2 separate regions of the Muntiacus reevesi genome follow, and region 2 is linked to region 1. A link is a contact called in public Hi-C data. All regions are on one chromosome and are shown on one strand. The core of a region is the stretch at or near the end of the contact, and the rest is flanking DNA. Distances in the headings are between cores, read along the strand shown.

Region 1 (4,196 bases), core at 1,508-4,007:
CAGAGTTTTCATGCCAGCACTCATCTGCAACTGTTGATCTCTTTGGAAATCCTAAATAGAGCTGCTGAATTGTTGTCATGGTTACCTGGGGCAGTTTCTGAGCCAGAATGTTCTCAAGGAAGGCAGCCCTGAGCTGGGTATCCTGGGTTTCTGAGTAGTCAACTGACTCAAGAGAATTGTTTCCCCCTTCCTTCTCCCATGCTCTTAATTTAATTGCTACCCAGAAGTCTGATGTCTACAGAGATCATCTTAGCTTCAGCTCAGTCCAAGCCCTGATTTAGCTTTAAGAGATCAGGCTGACCAACCAGCATCCCGACTATGGCGCTGGTGTGCCTCCTCCCTCTACAAAGTGACCTATGTTCCTAGATTCACTCATGCATGCAGCTTCTGGGAAAAAGACACTAGTGAAGTAGTTCTCTATGCTTAATATGTCAATAAGGAACTGACATTTTTGAAAACCTCCTATGAGCCCAGCACTTCACTTGTATCTCATGTAATTTACTACCTTCCAGTCAGGGAGGAACTAACATTCACATTTTATTGATAAGGAACCAGGGGCTTGTAGAGGTGATTCCTGCCCAGAGCTCTACAATTAGGCAGTAGATCTGGAATTCAAATAACCAGTTTGGTTCTAAAGATAGTCCTCTTTCCTTCAAGCATGGCAGCCATTTCAGCCACTAAGAATTGGCAGCCCCAAAAGACTCTCAACCATCTACTGAACATTGAACATTCATTCATTCAATAAACATATTCTGAGTCTACTCTGTGCCAAATCCTCTGATGGCCATTAGTGACACACAGATAAATCAGACAAAATCTCTGCCTGTGAAAAAAAACTGACAACCAGCAGTAACTAAAGGAGAAGAATCTACAAAATGCTATAGAAAGGAGAGTCAGGGAAACCATGCTGGAGGAAAGGACACCTAATTGAATCAGCTCAGTCTCAAAGTATGATCAGTTATAGGGAATAAACAGCAGAATAAGACCCAATCCCTAACAGTCAAGGAACTCAAAGCAGAGTCACAAAGACTCATGTTCAGGACATAAGACAATAAATAAATAAATAAATAAATAAAATCACTGATGAAGATCCCAAACAGGTGTTCCACATGGAAGCATGGGAGGATTGATAAACTGAGGCAGCAGAAGTTGGGGCCATTGAGGAAAGGCTAGGGAAAGGAAGTGGAAGTCATTTCTTCTCATGAGATCTTTCTTAAAAGTCTGTGATCTCTCTCCTTTTTACTCACTACTTTTGCCATAGTCACTTGTGGATTTACTCTGATTTCTTCATTTTTCATTTTCTACTAAAGGAAAACACTCACTACTCAACATCTTTAGAACCTTCGCTGAGAGCGGGCTGTTAATATAGGTCCTGATGGTGGTCATAGTGGTGGGTATGTACAAATAAGAACAAGACAAGGAATCCTTGAGTAGCAAATGAATAACCTAAATGATGAAAGTTTGAGAGACGTTACCCCCAAATCAAATGGCAGACCTGAAAAGAGGATTCAGGAAGGTTATCATTGTAGTTGGTTTGTTCACTCTTTTTTTCAGCATCCATTCGCTGATGATTCCTATCTATCAATACAAGGTTCTCTCCTCAAAGAGCCCACAGGTGACCACAGGTCCAGGAGACATAAGCAACCATTACAATAGAGGGTGACAAGCACGAGAAATATACTGGGCCATGGATATTCATTCAAGAGGGATTTCAGAAGACAGAATTGGTAGCTTTTGAACCGATTCCTAAAACTAAGTAAGAGTTTACCAGGTGAAGGAGAGAGGAAACAGAAGGTAAAAAGGAACTGAGGTTATATTTGGAGGAGCTTGGCGTGGGGCGTTTGGAGGAGATGAGATGTTAAGATATACTGCCCCCAGAGTGCAAAACCCTTGAATATCAGGATAAAAAGTTTGGTCTTTTAAAAAAAAGAAAAAAAAGTTTGGTCTTTTTCAAGGAGGTAGTGGGCAGTCGTAGAGAGAGCAGAACAGGTGAGGATCCTGGTTAGGATTCTTCGTTTTGGAAATGTTCCCCTAATAAGCGGGTAGGGTCCATTAGAGCGGATGGGAATAAGGAGGGCTCGGCCGCGGAGGCCTATAGCAGCTGTATCTCTGTGCCTGAAACACTGCACCGGACGGGAGCCTAAACCAAGCAGGAGGAGTGGGGGTGGGGGGATGGAAGGTGAAGGGAGAGTCCCGTTTAAGATCCACTTTCAGGACAAGGACATACGCAATTCTAGGCACCTTACAGCAGCTGGTAAAACCCGCCTCCTCTTCCAGATCCCTCTGGGGCGGAGCTCGAGCCAAAGCACGAGATGCCTGGGGAACCACGTTTACTCTGGGCAGTCCTCTCGTTCATCCGCGGTTTCATGGGTAGCCACTCCGATCTCCTACTCCTGGGCTCTTTTCCACAGTGCTAGGGCAATCCGTTCTCTTCCGCGCGTCTCAGTACGCTCCTCCTGCAAAGCGTGGTTAAGCGAAATAAACAGCGCAGTAGTCCTTTGCCCACACTAAAGATGGCGACTCGCTGGGCTCCCTCCGGGTAGTAGAGCGAGTTCCAGGCTCCAGGCCTCACTGGGCGAGGCGCAGACGGAAGGGGCGTCTCTCGACGTAACTTTTCGACCTTCCTGGGAGGGCACCTGGGTTATGGGCGTGGCCTTATCTGAATTCTAGCAGCTTATTGGCCTTTAGGCAGGTGGGCGGGGTGTCTGCCCTAACCCACCCCTCCCTTTTCGAACCGGAAGTGTCTCTAGGTCTTTCCAGCTGGTTGTCATTTCACTCGGCTAGGTCCTGAGGAGAAGGACTCAGCCGCGGCTGCTGGACCCGGCACCGGGAGGCGGCGGCGGCAGCGGCAGCAGCAGCAGCAGCGGCGGCGACAGCAGAAGAGGAAGAGGAGGAAGAAGGAGAGAAGAAGAAGAGCCAGGCGGAGTTCGCAACTACGACAGTGGGGACTGCGGGACCGGGGTAAAGCAGCGGCGACGACGACGGCCCAGCAACCGTGAGGAGAAACAAAAGCCTTCTAAATTATAGTTTTAAAAAAAATCTGGGGGCAAAAAGAGAGAGAGCAAAGGGGGGAGGCCCTTCTCTTTTAGAACAACTAAGCTAGTGGGGTTTTCTTTTTTTCCCTCTTCCCCCCCCCCCCCCGCACCCCCATACCCCCTCCCCCCTGCGGAGAATCGAACTGAGAGAACTGAACAAACCGCCCCTGGGTCCCATGAGGGAAAAAAACCCCGGAGCCGCAGAGAGGGGAAGAGGCCGAAACCGCAGGACCTTCCAGGTCGCCCCCTTGGTCCGCGCACCCCCGGGCCGCCAGCTCGTTCTCGTCGAGTCTCCCTAATTCATCCTGATCGCGACACCCCCACGAGGGAGAAACGGGTGTGTTTCCAAACCATTTCATGGGGGAGAGGAGGCCAGGGGGAGCCCAGGAACAGCGACAGCAGCAAGATCTGCACCCAGAGCTTCAGGAACAGCCCCAGAGGCCAAAACTGCACCCCGTGAAAGAGCAGAAACAGGACCAGGAAGAGCAGAAACCTCCCTGCAGTCATCTTTCCATTAGTCAATGCTGATTTCCTCTCCCGCAACCAGGAATTTGCCCCCTATCCCAGATAACCTAATATAATCTATATATATAAATATATAATATATAATGTTCTTAAATTATTCCTGATTTTTTTTAACCAAGCTGCCAAGAAAAGAACCTATTCTCCTCTTAGCCCTATTCTAATTTTTATGTGAGTGAATCTAAACTGCTGAAGAAGACCATATGTGATTGTTAAATTATATATATATATATTTTTACTCCTCGCAATGCTTATTCTTCTACATCCATAGATGCTTGAGAAGCTGTGTTTTTGTCATTCATGTACGTTTTCCTTTGGAAAAAGAAAGCGCCTATTTTACTAACCAAAGACTTGATTTTTACCCTCTTCGTTTTTATTCCTTCCTAGAAATAAGCCTAGTTGAATTCATGTCAGTGTTTTAAGATTTTTTTTTTAGTTTTTTTTTTTTCTTTCAGAGACCAGAATTCCAAATCTGAACTATTTAGGGTGATAAGCTGCATCTTTGAGCTAGCTAAAATAAGACGTTTCAAACAAGCAACTTACATTTGGAGTAGAGGATACAAAGGCTTGAGATACCAGGTTGTTGTTTTTTATCTTTAAGATTCTGAGCCTAAAAATAATAAATGGGGGATTACGGGT
Region 2 (3,831 bases), core at 471-2,970, 270 kb before region 1:
ATGGGACTAAAGCAGCAAAGGGTGTGCCTGGAGACAACAACCTCAAGAACTGAAACAACCTGGTGACAACCGGAAAGAACATCTAAGGAGGTGTTAAGTGGTGAAGGCTCCAATTCCCTCTACCCCAACAGACTCTCAACACTGACTAAAAAAAAACCATATATTACATCGGTTAAGCCACATAAAACCTAATGAGACATAAGAAACAGTGGGGAACTTGCGATGGGAAGCTGACAACACCCAGGACTGGAAAACATGGAGGCACTGGCAATATGTATGTTAAACAAGAAAAATTAAGTATCCCGTTTCAAGGAGAGAACTACTCCATGAGTTTTTAAATCTTAGTAACAGTATACACTACTTACTACACATATTATCTGGTCTACACTTCAGTTTTCTATGCCAGAATACACACTTAGAGGACAGGATAGTGACTTACTTGACCCTGTGTCCAGAAACCTAACCAATAAATGTTTAATGGATAACCTATCTTTAAGGCCTAGTTTTAAGCTCACAATCTTTCTGTGGGGTAGGCAAAAGATTTCCATGTTGGGCTCAGAGAGGAGAAATTACTTCCCTAGAGGAGCCTATTCAGTAAGAGAGCCTCCTATGTCTACAACCACAGTCATGTGAGAGAAACTTCTGAAAAGGGAGTAAACATCATTTCAGCGACTACTCTTTGTCTGCCACAACACCGGTGACTTCACTCAATACAAAGGAATCTGGGCAAGGTCAAGTGAAACAGCCTTGTATTAGCTGGTTGACCTTGGCATTAGGGTCTAACAGAGAATCTTTCAACCAATGATGGAATACAAAATAAGGGTGCTGGTTCTATGGAAATGTACTTTAATTAACTGCATACGCAAGCCTGCAAATCACTGAGCTAGAGAAAAGAAGAAAGGCTGATGTCTGTGCATTCAAACCATTCATGCTTACCTGGTTTTCTCCAGTGTCCTTAACATCCTCAGATTTGTTACTGAGGTGCCTAAGGAGTCTCATCTTGGGAAATACAGGGTCGAGGCTGTGAAACCGGTAATGGGTGCCCAAGTTCAGAGATGCTGCTGGGCTAAGTCGCACAGAGCAAGGATGGGGCGGGGAGCCGAACCCACGTGGACATCCCTCAGAAAGCTTCCTACACTGCCCCAAGCGGTCTCCTCGCTGCTGAGATTTGAAAAGTACCTTTTGTTTTTCTCTCAGATTTGGAAATGCGAAGCTGCAGCCCTAGCAGCCTCACGCCCAGCCCGCCCCCCATGAGCCCAAACCGCCTCAGCTGACCTTGGTGTCCACGTCGGCCAGGCAGTCCCGGCGAAAGCTGTCAAAGAGACCCCGGCTCTTGAGTTGCTCCACGATGAGCGCGATGAGCTGCGGGTCGCCCGGGGGCAGTGAGGCCGGGTTGATGGGGCCGCCGCTCCCGCCGGCCCCCCCGGCGCCAGCCGCCGCCCCCGCCGAGGCCGGTCCCGAGCCGCCACCACCCACTGCGCCGGTGCCCCCGCCGCCCCCGCCGTCAGCCATGGCTGCGGGCCTGGCCCGCGAAGGGGCCCGAGTAAGGCTTCCTCTCAGGAACAGAGGGCCTAGGTCGTGGAGAGGTGGCGGAGGGGCCCGAAAAGGTGAAAGCGGCGGCGGCGCCGGGGACGGAGGAGGAAAGGGCGGCGTCGGCGTCGACAGCGGCCGCGGGAGTCTTTCAGGTAGCGGAGCTGCTGCCAGAGGCGGCGGAAACCGCCCGCTGCGTCCAGGACGCTCTCCGAGTGACGCCACCGCCTCCCTTTGCATTGTGGGGCGGGAGGTCTTCCGGCAGGCAGCTCCCGCTCTCTTATAGGCAGAGGTCTGCGGACGGAAACTACATCTACCGGCAGGCTTCGGGGCGAGTCTCCAGTTTGCGGGACAGAATGGGACTTGTAGGCGTAGGCCCTAGTGTTTGCCGCAGCGTGGGTTGGCCTTCCTCGCCCTTGTCCCCTTACTGCCCCCTCGCTCTAAATCTGCGCGTTTCCAGAGTACTTGATTGTAAGAATCGTCTGCTAGGCTGATTGAATGCATAGATTAACAGGTTTGTCCCTTAGAGATTCTGATTCAGTATTTCTAGGTCGTGGCCTGGGAATCTGCTTTTAACATGTATTCCCACGCCCTTTTTGAGCAACAGATATGATCTGGGAATGTGGGAAGCAGTGGACTAGTCATTTCTTTTATTCAAAAATTGTGGGTTTTATTTCCCCTTCTGATTTTAATAGAAATACATACTTATTTTAGAAAATTGAAAAATAACAGAAAATTGTGCTGTAAAAAAGTCCCCTGATTCTGTTGTGTGTGTGTGTGTCTTTTTTTTTTTTTTTTTTGGCTTGCTTGGTCAGTCTGTCTGACTCTTTGCAACATCCATGGACTGTGGCTTGCCAGACGCCTCTCTCCATGGAATTTTTCCAGGCAAGAATACTGGAGTTGCTATTTCCTTCTCCAGGGGATCTTCCCCACTCAGGTACAGAACTCACATTTCCTGTGTCTGTCCCCTGCTTTGGCAGGTGGTTTCTTTACTACTGAGCCACCTGGGAAGCCTATAATAATAATAAATGAATGTTGAGTAATTGGAATTTTACAGGCATGATACCAAGTACTTTGTATACGCTACTTCACAATCTAAAAAGCAGTTGTCGCTACTTTGCAGATCCAGAAATGAGGCACAGTTTGTTACCCTGATCACCTAGCTAAAGATGGAAGAGGAGGGGTTGAACTCAGGTTTCCTGAATCCAAATCTTGGCAATGTTTAGCCTATGGTGTACTACATTTTGTGAGCTAGCTGACATCAAAGGTAAGACTTTTTTTCTCAATTTTTTGTAGCTACAATTCACCATTGGAACTGCCACCACTATCCTCTCTTCCTTTCAGCTTTTGCCTGTTACTGACTGAACTCCTGCCCATAACCTAGGCATTGTTATTTCCTCATCTTCCATAAGCAGTGGAGGGTATGTAAATAGTAAAGTCTTCAATATCCTTGGCTCCTAAGAAGAGAAGTAATCGAGATCTCTCTATTATGGATGCTCTCCACTCCAATATTTCCCATGTAAAAGCATTTAGCCCTTAAAATGAATGTTGGTGTGTTATAGTTTATACTCATCCTTTAACTCAAGTTCAGTCTTCCTCAAAGGTTAAGTTAATAACCAACATTATCTCTTAATACTTTAGCCATCCTGGGGATTTCCTAATGACTATTTCTCCTAATTGTTCCCACACTCATCACCCACTTTTAGTCCCAGGAGAGGCCTGGGTTCAGGCTGCCTGGGCCCCAAATTCATTATTCTGTAAGTTCTCTGATCACTTTGACCAGCCTCTTCTCCATTTTGACAGGCACACCTTACTCTCTTTCCTCAGGGTAAACTTTTCTGACCTTCTGACCTAATTGGTCTTGTCTCGCTTGTATAGACTCTCAGAGCCTCTTTCTTGTAACAATTATTGTAATTGAAAGTGAATAATTTATAGGTTAATTGGCCACTTGTTCCCACTGTTAAAGTTTTAGAGCCAAGACCATTTCCAGCCCAGAGCTCAATACCTAGCTCAAAGTAGACGTGTAAGTTTCGGTCTATTTCCTATAATCCTGGGATAAAGTCAGAGAGAGAATCTGTGTTGGGGGTGGGTGGAGGAGGGTGTCATTTGTAGCCACCACTTTCAGAAAAAGCAGGGGATGATGGATTAATTCATCATAACCAAATGGGTAACTGATCCCAGAGACTGACAGCAAATGGTTTAATCGTTTGTCAGTCTCATGAGGACCTTGTATCATATCCTAGTTGCTAGAATTCTGAATTGTGAAAACAGGTTGAATCTTATAGCTGTGACCTTATCTCT

Evidence for each region. Hi-C and Micro-C count contacts between places; a contact is called where the count stands out from the background.
Region 2: a contact with region 1 is called in a Hi-C map of muscle, with 5 times the contacts expected there. The contact joins the promoter of BOD1 here to the promoter of CPEB4 in region 1. A contact is called at or near these places in 2 of 3 Hi-C or Micro-C datasets (blood and muscle).

Annotation. Positions count from the first base shown.
Region 1 is chr14:62,495,516-62,499,711 of mMunRee1.1, reverse strand. CPEB4 (cytoplasmic polyadenylation element binding protein 4) reads left to right here and starts at 2,757. Exons shown (of 8, transcript XM_065905149.1): 1 at 2,757-4,196. The coding sequence starts at 4,181.
Region 2 is chr14:62,762,208-62,766,038 of mMunRee1.1, reverse strand. BOD1 (biorientation of chromosomes in cell division 1) reads right to left here and starts at 1,720. Exons shown (of 3, transcript XM_065905673.1): 1 at 1,276-1,720. The coding sequence starts at 1,512. It overlaps LOC136146551 (a long non-coding RNA gene), which reads left to right and starts at 1,906. Exons shown (of 3, transcript XR_010659011.1): 1 at 1,906-2,044; 2 at 2,654-2,797.